3 separate regions of the Gossypium hirsutum genome follow, and regions 1 and 3 are each linked to region 2. A link is a contact called in public Hi-C data. All regions are on one chromosome and are shown on one strand. The core of a region is the stretch at or near the end of the contact, and the rest is flanking DNA. Distances in the headings are between cores, read along the strand shown. Region 1 holds the start of LOC107886114 (40S ribosomal protein S2-2). Region 2 holds the start of LOC107886108 (protein IMPAIRED IN BABA-INDUCED STERILITY 1). Region 3 holds the start of LOC107886112.

The links. A called contact is a pair of places that touch in the nucleus more often than the background predicts.
Region 1: a contact with region 2 is called in a Hi-C map of leaf, with 7 times the contacts expected there. The contact joins the promoter of LOC107886114 here to the promoter of LOC107886108 in region 2. A contact is called at or near these places in 5 of 34 Hi-C or Micro-C datasets (callus, leaf and petal).
Region 3: a contact with region 2 is called in a Hi-C map of leaf, with 2.3 times the contacts expected there. The contact joins the promoter of LOC107886112 here to the promoter of LOC107886108 in region 2. A contact is called at or near these places in 7 of 34 Hi-C or Micro-C datasets (leaf and petal).

What each region holds. Positions count from the first base shown.
Region 1 is chrA03:19,132,478-19,136,141 of Gossypium_hirsutum_v2.1, forward strand. It overlaps LOC107886114 (40S ribosomal protein S2-2), which reads left to right and starts at 2,140. Exons shown (of 2, transcript XM_016809950.2): 1 at 2,140-3,055; 2 at 3,600-3,664. The coding sequence starts at 2,405.
Region 2 is chrA03:18,890,152-18,893,740 of Gossypium_hirsutum_v2.1, forward strand. It overlaps LOC107886108 (protein IMPAIRED IN BABA-INDUCED STERILITY 1), which reads right to left and starts at 1,884. Exons shown (of 8, transcript XM_016809946.2): 1 at 858-1,884; 2 at 182-466. The coding sequence starts at 1,280.
Region 3 is chrA03:19,080,621-19,084,459 of Gossypium_hirsutum_v2.1, forward strand. It overlaps LOC107886112, which reads right to left and starts at 1,756. Exons shown (of 3, transcript XM_016809948.2): 1 at 1,508-1,756; 2 at 1,329-1,383; 3 at 597-1,157. The coding sequence starts at 1,756. The coding sequence ends at 775. It overlaps LOC107886113 (a long non-coding RNA gene), which reads left to right and starts at 1,043. Exons shown (of 3, transcript XR_001680641.2): 1 at 1,043-1,175; 2 at 1,672-1,738.

The DNA.
Region 1 (3,664 bases), core at 890-3,389, 240 kb after region 2:
GTTGTTTATACGTATAAAATGGTTTTACAGAATTTATAAAGTACATGCCTCTAGTTAATGGCTAAACCATATCTTTTGAGAACAAAAGTTTTTTTGTATATGTACAAGGATATTATATTTTACATGAATTGACACTTGTACACACCATGCCAATAAGTTATAATAAATACACTCTATTACAATTGGCTTTTGGTCAAGAGCTAAATTCAACCCATTTTAGAATTTTTGAATGTTTGATATTTGTTCAAGTGGCTCCACACAATGCACAAAATGAATTTTCAAATGAAGTTGGGAATATATATTAATTATGAGTCTCATTGTATTATCAAATGTTTTAAATGAATTGAAGATTCAATAATGACATGATTTGTGATTATTATTTGATTTGATAGTTTTCCCAACCTTAGGGAGAGAGAAATAATAGCTTGATAAATAGATTACTTGAAATGAATTATCATTATCTATATCCTCGTAGAAAGTGATTTGAGCCAAAAGTTCTAAAAGATAATTCATTTTATTACAAATTAACTACCATATGCATTTACTGATCAGATGAGAATAACAAGTGTTATATACAAGCTAAAGTTTTTATTTAAATTGGAGTCCTAGTAGGAAAATTTCTAAGAATAAAATGAAAGTAATACATACCTGAAGCATGGTATATCGATTGGTTCCAAAGAGAAAATTCTCATAAAAGAAAATAATAAATATAGATGGTCATATAGTGGACGTAGGTGTTCCTGAAGAGACTCAAAACATAACTAATTATTAAAACTCTATAAGAGATTCAGGTACCTGAAATTGAAGATAACAATAGTGAAAATAAAGAGATCTCGATACGTAATGTCAATATGAGAAAATATGGAACTGTAAGAATAGAAAGTTGTCAACAACAATTTTGCATGCAATATTATTATTGAAATAATGAAAGAAAATGAGGATCTTTAATAAATTTGCCAATAAATATAGACATGGAATAGATTGGCTAGAATGAAAAGAAGCAATTCAAGTAAAATTAAATCCATAAAGTTTTTTAGCTAATAGTCCAAATGTCTAAAGGTATAAAACCAGTGAGGTATGAATGCGTAGTTATGTGAAAACAAAATAAGAAAAACGAAAATTTTCGCTAAGTCCTAGCATTGAGTATGAAAGGTATAATATTTTTTTGTGGTGGATGCAATAACCTTTAAATATTTTATTATCCTAGCAATTTATGAAAGATTTAACATGTGTCTTATAATTGTTGTTACAATCTTTATACAAATCACTATATAGCGAAGTTTGAAATCCTTGAAGGATTTAGAATGTTAGAAGCATATAAAAATTCCCGAGAAATTGTTCAATATGTTTGTGTAAACATTTATATGCATTAAAATGATATGAACATATAGGGTAAATTTGACTTAGCGAATAATACTTGAAGAAAGATTATAAAGGGATTCAAATTACCTATATATATTTTTAATATCATGATCAAGTTTTGGTATTATTATTATTGGAATTCCTAAAGAAATCAAAATATATTTTCCTAAAATTCTTCCTCACTCATGACATTTAGAAGAATGATGATATAAACATTTATTAAGCACCACATCATTCAAGTGATCATTAAAATGTTAGTATTCAAGATTAAATACATAGATATGTATCTAATAAATGTTGTTTGATAAATATTCATATCATCATTGGGTTTGTCCCATTGAATTTTCTTGGTAAAGTTTTTAACGAGGCGGCATGTTATATATATTATAAATATTTTTTCTTTCACTAAATTTTTTTTTCTCACAGAGCTTTTATTTTAGTAAGGAAACATTGTAAACATTCCCATTAATGAATTCTTTTGTTATTTTCTCTCTTTATTTCATAACAAAACGAATAAAAAACTGAATTTTTATATTTTTATTGTCTATATTTTTTAATTAATGAAACTTAAACCTCTAAATATTTTAATTTTGTATGAAAGATGATACAATTAAACCAACTATATAAAATTGTTAATATGAATTGCTTTTATTTTTTATGTGTCATAAATAAGTTGGATGGGTTTTAATTGGTTTTGAAAAAAAGGTTATATTGAAAAAATTTCAGTGGTTTTTAAAAATTATCTCTTATATATTTGTTTCTAAAATTTATTTTCATAAACTTTTATAAATTTTTTTTTGAGACATTATACATTAAATGAAAAATAGAATCCAATTATTCACAAAAAAAAATCCAATTCTATTTCTTAAGCTCGACAAATACAATGGAAGCTCATAGCCCATAAACTTTTTGTTAGCCCAAAAAATCAAAACCCTAACTTGCTCACTCTCTGCATATAAAATCCTAACCCTAGCCGCTTCTATTACCTTCTTTCAGTCTCACCATTTGTCTCAAACCCTAACCAAAGGCAAAAGGAAAAAAAATGGCAGAAAGAGGCGGAGGTGAACGCGGCGCTTTCAGGCGTGGCTTTGGTGGTGGTAGAGGTGACCGTGGTCCAAGAGGCAGGCGCCGCGGCCGCAAGGACGAAGAGGAAAAATGGGTACCCGTCACGAAACTCGGCCGCTTAGTCAAAGCCGGCAAGATCACATCCCTTGAGCAAATCTACCTCCATTCTCTCCCTATCAAGGAGTACCAAATCATCGACCAACTCGTCGGCCCTTCACTGAAAGACGAGGTCATGAAGATCACTCCAGTTCAGAAACAAACTCGCGCCGGTCAGCGTACGCGCTTCAAGGCCTTCGTCGTCGTCGGTGACGGAAATGGACACGTTGGACTCGGTGTCAAATGTAGCAAAGAAGTTGCGACGGCTATAAGAGGGGCGATCATATTGGCTAAGTTGTCAGTGATACCGGTTAGAAGAGGTTACTGGGGAAATAAGATCGGAAAACCCCATACTGTTCCATGCAAGGTTACCGGGAAATGTGGGTCCGTCACCGTTAGGATGGTGCCGGCTCCTAGAGGTGCTGGTATTGTGGCTGCTAGGGTTCCCAAAAAGGTGCTTCAGTTTGCTGGAATTGAAGATGTCTTCACTTCTTCAAGGGGTTCAACCAAAACTCTTGGAAACTTTGTCAAGGTATCAACTTTTTCTCCCAAAATTTTTTATTTGATTTGATATTTTCGTAATTTAAGACTGTTTATGGGTTTATCTAGATCTGTTTGAATATGGGTTGCTTAATGTTTCAGTTTCTATTCATTAACTTTTGTTTTGTTGCCTACTGTTTCTTCTTTCATACGGTGAGATATTATAGTTTGCTTGGTTTATATGAAACATATATAGATCTATTTGAATAAGTATAACGTTAATTAATTGAATTCAAGTTTGTGATTTAGGTAAGGTGGTCGCTGATGCTTTCTATTTCCTAGCATGTTTTGGGATTTGTGTTGTCTATGGTGAATATGAATTTGTTTTTCTATGTGTACGTGTATGCATATATATTAAATAACCTTAAGATGTATAAACATGATAATAAACTCTTAAAGAATAGTCTGATTCCATATGTGTTTTGCTTGAACTTGAAGAATTAGAGTTTGAAGTGAACTACACTTAATATGCGATTCAGAGATGCGAATTTATTGACTATATCTCATTATTGGTGGTTGTTGCTCAAAACTTGCAGGCCACCTTTGAATGTCTTCTGAAAACATATGGTTTCTTGACACCGGATTTCTGGAGAGAGACTCG
Region 2 (3,589 bases), core at 634-3,133:
ATTGTCAAAGATACATTTTTCTGTTCTATTTAAGGCATTCAAGTATCTGCATGTCTTCTTTATTTTTCCGTGTCATCTGTATCGGATACTGACATCAAAGTCCAAGTAACATATGTTACATACACAAGCTATCCTCAAACATTTAAGACTAACCTTAATGACAGAGGCAAAGTGAACAAACCTGTGACTCGCTGAACTTGATGTCGGGACAAGATAAAAGCCCGGTAATATCATGTTCCATGTACTCGAATACGAGGAATATGCTACATGACATTCGGGAAGTAATTATCCCTTCCAATTTTATGACATTCGGATGGTCAAGCCTACGAAGGATCAGGATCTCTCTTGCCATGAATCGAACACTCTCGGGCTCAAAATTGTCAAACCGAACCTTCTTTAGAGCAACTATTTTCCCACTCTCAAGGTCTCGAGCCCGAAACACTGTGCTATATGTACCTTGCCCTATCTGTTAAACAAACAGATGAAAATGGTACAAAGATTATTACATCAAATATCAGGAAAGGTATGGCATACTCATCTCTAAATATGTAAAAACAGAAATCGGAACATAGTTTAAGAAAAATGAAGATTCCGAGCAACATAAATGACGATCAGAAACATTACTTGAACAACTAAGTAACTTAAAAAGGGTTAACATCCAAATATATGCATATAACATGCATGAATTAAACCAGAAATGTCTATGGGCAAAAAAAAAAAAAAAAACAACAAGAAATGTCTTTATCTACTTGCCATAAACTGAATAAAAAATTCCCTATTAGGGTATTACTAACAGTAAATAAAATCATAAATAATATTTCTATGGTACCCAAACAAATTAATATACAAAATCTAACCTTCTCAAGCTTCTCAAAAGAGTCGGCCTTGAGTGGAACCCAACCATGGATGGCTTCTCCGGCGACGGCACTAAGCCAAGCAGGCCAGCCGGCTGCCACGTGTTCACCTTCAACATACTTCTGTAAATTCCCCAACCGCAAACTCAGCGAGTCGGATCTCAAATTCGCCCGACCCGAGTCACCCAACTCGTTCCCACATGCTCCCGTAACACCGTCGAAATCACTCACACCACCGCTATTACTATTCTTTTTCTTCTTCTTACCGCTGCCGGCGGTGGTCTTCTTCTCCAGCTCCGAGAACCCGATCCGAGACCGACACGAATTACTACCAAAGCTAACTGTACCGGCATTGTCACGTAAAGCGCCGGAATGGTCTAACGCAGGCGTCACCGACACCGCCTGTTTCGAACTGACGCAACCCATTTTTTAAATTTCAATGGCCGTTGATCATGTGATCAAGAACCAAAGATCCCCCCCAAACTTTCTTTCTGGGTGTTTTCCTTTTTGGCGCCAACCCAGCACACACACACAAAAAAAAAAACAAAGAAACAAACAGTGGGGAAGAAAGGTGAGTTGTAAACTGAGTTTAGAGCGCTTTCAGTCCCTTCAGGATTCAGCTCTTTTTCATTCTTTTTCCCTCTTTCCTTCTTTTAAGAAGACACAAAAAAAAGAATGAAACCTGTTCATACGATAAACATCCATATATATATATGTATATGAAAATCTGTACAGAATATTGTACTTTTATGGGAAGCGACGATTGCGGAAGATAATTGAATGGAAAATCAACGGATTTTAAATGTGGCTGCCGAATACCCACCTTTGATGATGTTTTTTTTTTTTGAGAAATTAATGAATAAAAAAATTTAGAAAAAAAAAGGATTTGGAAAAGGGAATTTGTATTCTTTGTTATTGTTTCTGTGAATGAAAGAAAAAAAAGAACAAAACAGTTGTTTGTCAACTCTGTTAATGAAGTTTGTTTGGTTATCAGTCTGAATTTGACAATTCAAATGAAGCCAAAAAAAATTGTCTGGCATTTTACTGCAAGTGGATTCTTCTTTTCTTAATTTTGTGTACATAGAATATATTTATTTTGTTATTAAAAGAAGTAATTAACGAGTGTTATTAGACAGTATCTAATGTTTCAATTGATTAATTTAAAGTGTTGGGTTGTTGCTGGTTGAATTAGGTATTTGTCAATGAATTTTTTCAAAGTTTCAACTTTTGTTTTCACATTTACAAATTGCACCATTAAAAAAGGCATTTTTTGAAACAACCAATTTTGTTTTCATGCAATTCATAACTAGGGTTTTTCTTTTTTTCTTTTTTATTTTAAGTTTTGGTTTAAATATGTTTGTGGTCCCTGTTTTTTTTTTAAAATTTAAATTAAATTTTTGTATTTTAATTTTGAAACAATGAGTACTTGTACATTTTTATTTAAAAATATTGATGCTTTCTCTTAATTTTACAATTATAAAAGAGGTAGAATGCCTTCTTGATCCCTCAATGTTTAATAGAATTTTTTTATTTGGTCCTTACTTTTTAAAAATAATTATAAACATTATTTTTTATATTTTCAATAAAAATTCAAAAAAAAATTGAAAATTTATAACCTTTTAAAGAATTTCCAAAAAAAAATTCAAAAATTCAAAAAATTTAAAAGTTCATAAAACTATAAAAATATATAAAATGTCTTGAAAATAAAAAAAAATGTGCTAGTTATTTCTTGAATGATAATAAAGTTTCTTCAAAGTTTGAGTTGTTGGTTTAGAACATATTAAAATTGAAATTAAACAAGTATTTTTTTATTTAATTCAAAATTTATATTAAAATCTAATTTAATACTAATTGAACAAATAACTAAATCTTTGAGAGAGACTTTAACATCATTCAAGAAGTAAATAATATATATTCTTTGAAATTTTAAATGACTTTTAACAAATATTGTAATTTTTAAAACAATTTTAGGAGTTTTTGTTGAAATTTAAAAAAAAAATTATTTTAAAACTTTTAAATAACTTTCATGTACTTTTAAAAAGTACGGACAAAATTAAAAAAAATGTTAATATTGAGGATTAATAAAGTTACTCTACCTTTTCATAATTGCAATTTTAAATTCCAAAAGAGTTTAACAACCTTTACTATATTTAAACTTTTTTATTTTTATCGTCTATCTAGGGTTATTTTTGTTTTTATAAATATTAATTTTTAATGGGATGGAGTTAGGGTTTAGGTTTATGTGATTTTATAGGTTTGTTCTTCACTTTTATTAAATATTAATGTTTTTGAAGATATTAAATATTATTTTTTTATTTCTTTTAATTAAAGTAAATTAATTTCGAATTATTTAACCTAATTAAAACATTTTAACTATTTTTATTATTAAAATATTACAACAATAAAAATTCAAATCATAATTAAAGTATGAAAAATAATAGTAATTAAGTATAAACTTTTTATAACATTTTAGTTTTTTTAAATATTTTTATAATAATGGCATAAAAATTTATTTGGCTCTCCAACTTTATAAAAAAAAGTCATTTTAGCCTTCTATTTAATTTTTTTTCTCTTTTAACTCTTAAACTTGCATTGTTTGTCAAATCACCTAAAAATAGATGGAAAAAATTAATGTTTCTTAACTTTGCTAATGTGGCATCCACATGGCAGTTCACAACATGTCATATTAAAAATTAATTAATTTTTTAAAAATTAAAAAAATATTTTTATATTTT
Region 3 (3,839 bases), core at 506-3,005, 190 kb after region 2:
TAAATCGAAACTACATCGGTCAATTCTGAAAAAGTAAAGGTCACTGGAGTAGGGTTGGCGGTGGAGTTTGGGAGAAGAAGAAAGAAAGGAGAGAAGGTGAAAAATCTAAAATGAAAGAAAATAAAAGATTCCTTAGCAACATTTTGGCGAGCACTACAGTGACAACGATGGAGAGAGTCATTTAATTTCTTAAACCAAATAAATATCAAAGTAAATACAACTTAACATTGATTCAATATTGCGGGTAATGGGTCACTAATTATAAAATGTAATATAATAAAAATTGAAAGGCTACATTCTCAAACAACCCAAGCTGGGCCTGATCCCATCATTCTCACAAATAGCACCATCAAGCTGATTAAACATTACCATCATGTAAGTGACAATGGAATCATTGTTTCGTAGAAATTCAGCTTTTGATCTTAAAGCGTAAGATTCAAGACCAAACAACAACATTAACTTGAGAAAATTGATTCAGAAAGAGAGCTAAGGATCCACCTTAACAAAATTTGGTCAGGCTGTGTATTTAGAGTTTGGAATATTGTCAAGGTCTTTAGAGGGAGGCCTGGAGCCATCAGTTGTTGCTCACGAAAATATAGAATAAAAGAGTGGGACTGAAGGCGTTGTTGTGTTGGAGTATGGCAGTCAAGGCCTTGGTAATCAGGAAAAATCAATACAAAATCATTTTGCTATTTGCCACTTATTTATCAAAACATCAAATTGCTTAACATAACAAACTATATTTTGGTGAAACAAATATGGTCGTCAGTTGGTTCAAATTTCTTCAACTCTAACCGAATCATGAGGCAATTCATAAGCATCTCTAGGCCTTGATTTCTTCACTCCCGAAGCCATGAACCATACTTTATCAGATTTACAACTCTCCGCGCTCACTCCCGTCACTTTAACCCACACCACCACCTTCGTTTTCATCCCTTCCATCCCGCTCAACTTCCCCTTCGATAATGTGCCTTTCACCCGCCTTCCGTATCTCACCGCCGATCCGTCCTTGAACCTCACTTCGCATGCCGCCGGCATATACACGCTCAGCTTTGATTTCGATTCGTCCATCTCGTAACACGTTATGTTTCTCGGAAAAAGTCCCCGTGGAAGGTTGTGTTCTCGGAGGACATCCGCCAAAGGCTTTACATGTTTACCTGTTAAACAAAATGAAGGTTAGAAATGAATGCTGCAGCCATTTTCAAACATTTTTGAATCGCAGAAACTTAAATTTGAAAATTATCATCTTAAACTTGGATCAATCATTAAACTGAAATCATTCATATATATATATATATATATAAAAGGAACAATTAAAGCCCCTTTACCTTTGAGCTTATTGAGTATCCATTTGGCCTTCTCTTCAACGGTGTTTGAGACGGCCTGGAAATCAAAGAAAATAAAATTGAAAAACTGGACATGCATGGATTTAGTAGATAAGAAGCAGCATTATGAAATTCTAGTTATAACAGCAATGAAAGAGGTAGTAATTTTAATAGGAGATTACAGAGAGTTCTCCAGTGATATTAGAGAGTTCTTCCTTGGCTTTCTTGGAAATCCAGAAGCCACCAACTTTGGTCAAAGCTTTTTCCATTTCTTTACTTTGCTTCTTCACACAGAAGATTCTGATGAAAAAAACCTCTGTTTTTGTTTTTGTTTTTCTTTCTCCAGCAGATAGGATAGGAAGGTATTCGGCTGAGCCCAGAGAGATGAAATGAAGAAGAAATGGCAAACTCAAGTAGGCCCTTTCCTTCATTTTTACTCAAATAATTTTTTTCTAAAATATTTAATTAAATGTTAAAAAGGAGTTAGTCGACTATATATTTTTTAAATCACAAATAGAATCAATATCATATAAAGAATAATGAGATTAAAAATTGAAATATATTCAAATTTAGACTAAAATAAATATGAACATAGCTCTCACCTATGGTAATTAAAGTAAATTTTTAGAGAAAATCCGATTATGATTTTCACACATGATAGAAAATTCAAATCTAAAATATTAAAATTTTCAATTTTCTAACTTTTTTATTTCAATCAAGACTACATTGACATTTGAATATAAATAGTGGGTTAAGAATTTATTTACATGAAAACCAAAGGTTCTGTTTTATTGGGAGCAAATTATTTGTTAAAATCATATATTTATTATTGATAGTAATAATTAATTTTCTCATTGTGTCGCTCAACGAGTAGAAGTAAATTATTTGAATATAAGAAAATAAGGGTTTATTTAATTGTAAATTTAGGATTTTTTATTATTTTAGTAAAAAAAATTTAATTTGGTGTAGTAGTAACCCATTATATGAAAGAGAATTTAAGTTTAAATGGTTAAAAAATATTGTTAAAAATTGAAAATTATAAAATAAAGAATACCAATCAAATATTAACAATTTAGTTCTAACTTCCCTAGCCTTTACTTAAAAAATATGTTTTTTTTATAAAATTAGGGAAATATGTGAAATTGAAATTCTTGATAATTATAGTAGTAGATAGGGAAGTTGGTTCATGCTTCAATCTTAATTAAAGCAACAATCAGGGCTAATTATTTTGTAAGACATGGTAGACAGGGACAGCTCACCCCATTAACTTGCAAATTTAAATGAATCTAAAAATAAGTTACAATAAACTATAAGTACCTATATTTTTCGTAAATTTGAATTTAAATTTTTTACTTTTATATTTAAAAATTTAATTTTTTTATTTTTTAAATTTAAAAATTTAGGTTCAATGATTAGCATTGTTAAAACTATTTGTTAAATTTAAGTTTATTATAATGTTAGTTTTTAGTTACATAATTATCAAGTGAATAGTTTTTAACTCAAAATGTCACGTAAAAATTTTAATTAAAAATAAAATTTTAACAGTGTTAATAATTATACTTAAATTTTAAAATTTAAAAAATAAAAAAATTAAATTTTCAAAAATAAAAATATAAAAATGAAATTCCAAAGAATCCATAAAAATAATATTAAAAATCCAAAAGACATGGACAGGTTGTGTCATAATTATAAATTACATCGGTAAAAAAAATAAAAATTTTAATTACCATAAGTTGTCTAATAAATAGTACACTTTTGAATAATTATAACTAAAATCTAAAAAAAATAGTTGAAAACTAAAATATATTCGGATGTAGATAGAATAAATTTGAACAAACTCTAAATTAAAACTAAAAATTTAATCACGCATATACATGTGGAAATTATGTATTTAAAGCATAAGTATTAGTTTCAAAATAATATACAATAAATAATGAAATGTATGATTTAAAACTAATTAATAATAAAACATGAAAAATGAAAAAAAAAAGATTAAAATGTGAGTAAAGATGAAATCTAAACATGTAAAATATATGATATTATGAATACTAAATGCATTATAATTGTTTATCATAGTATTGTCATTAATCTTGTGGCTAGTGTTAAGTTGACCTGTGACATCATTCAACATTATCAATATATAACTAGTTTCATGTTAGAGTACATAAAATTGAAATCATGAATATTTGAAAATTTTTTAAAGAAAAATAAAAACAAATACTTTTATATGATAAACATGAATTGGTAATTTACTTGTTTATGTCCTCAAAATTATTATGTTGAAATTTTTTCCTTTTTTTATATATATATTCTTAAATTTTAATTTTTTTAAAAATTATGATTTTTTTTATTCTTTTGTAAATATTTTGATTTTTAAAAAATTATTTTGTATTTTTTATTGAAAGAGATCAATTTAGTCTTTTTTTTTAAAAAAAAATTATAGAGACTAAACAGGTGTTTATACCAATATGTTATTTGAGTTATTTGAATTATAAAAATTCAACTCAACTAGAA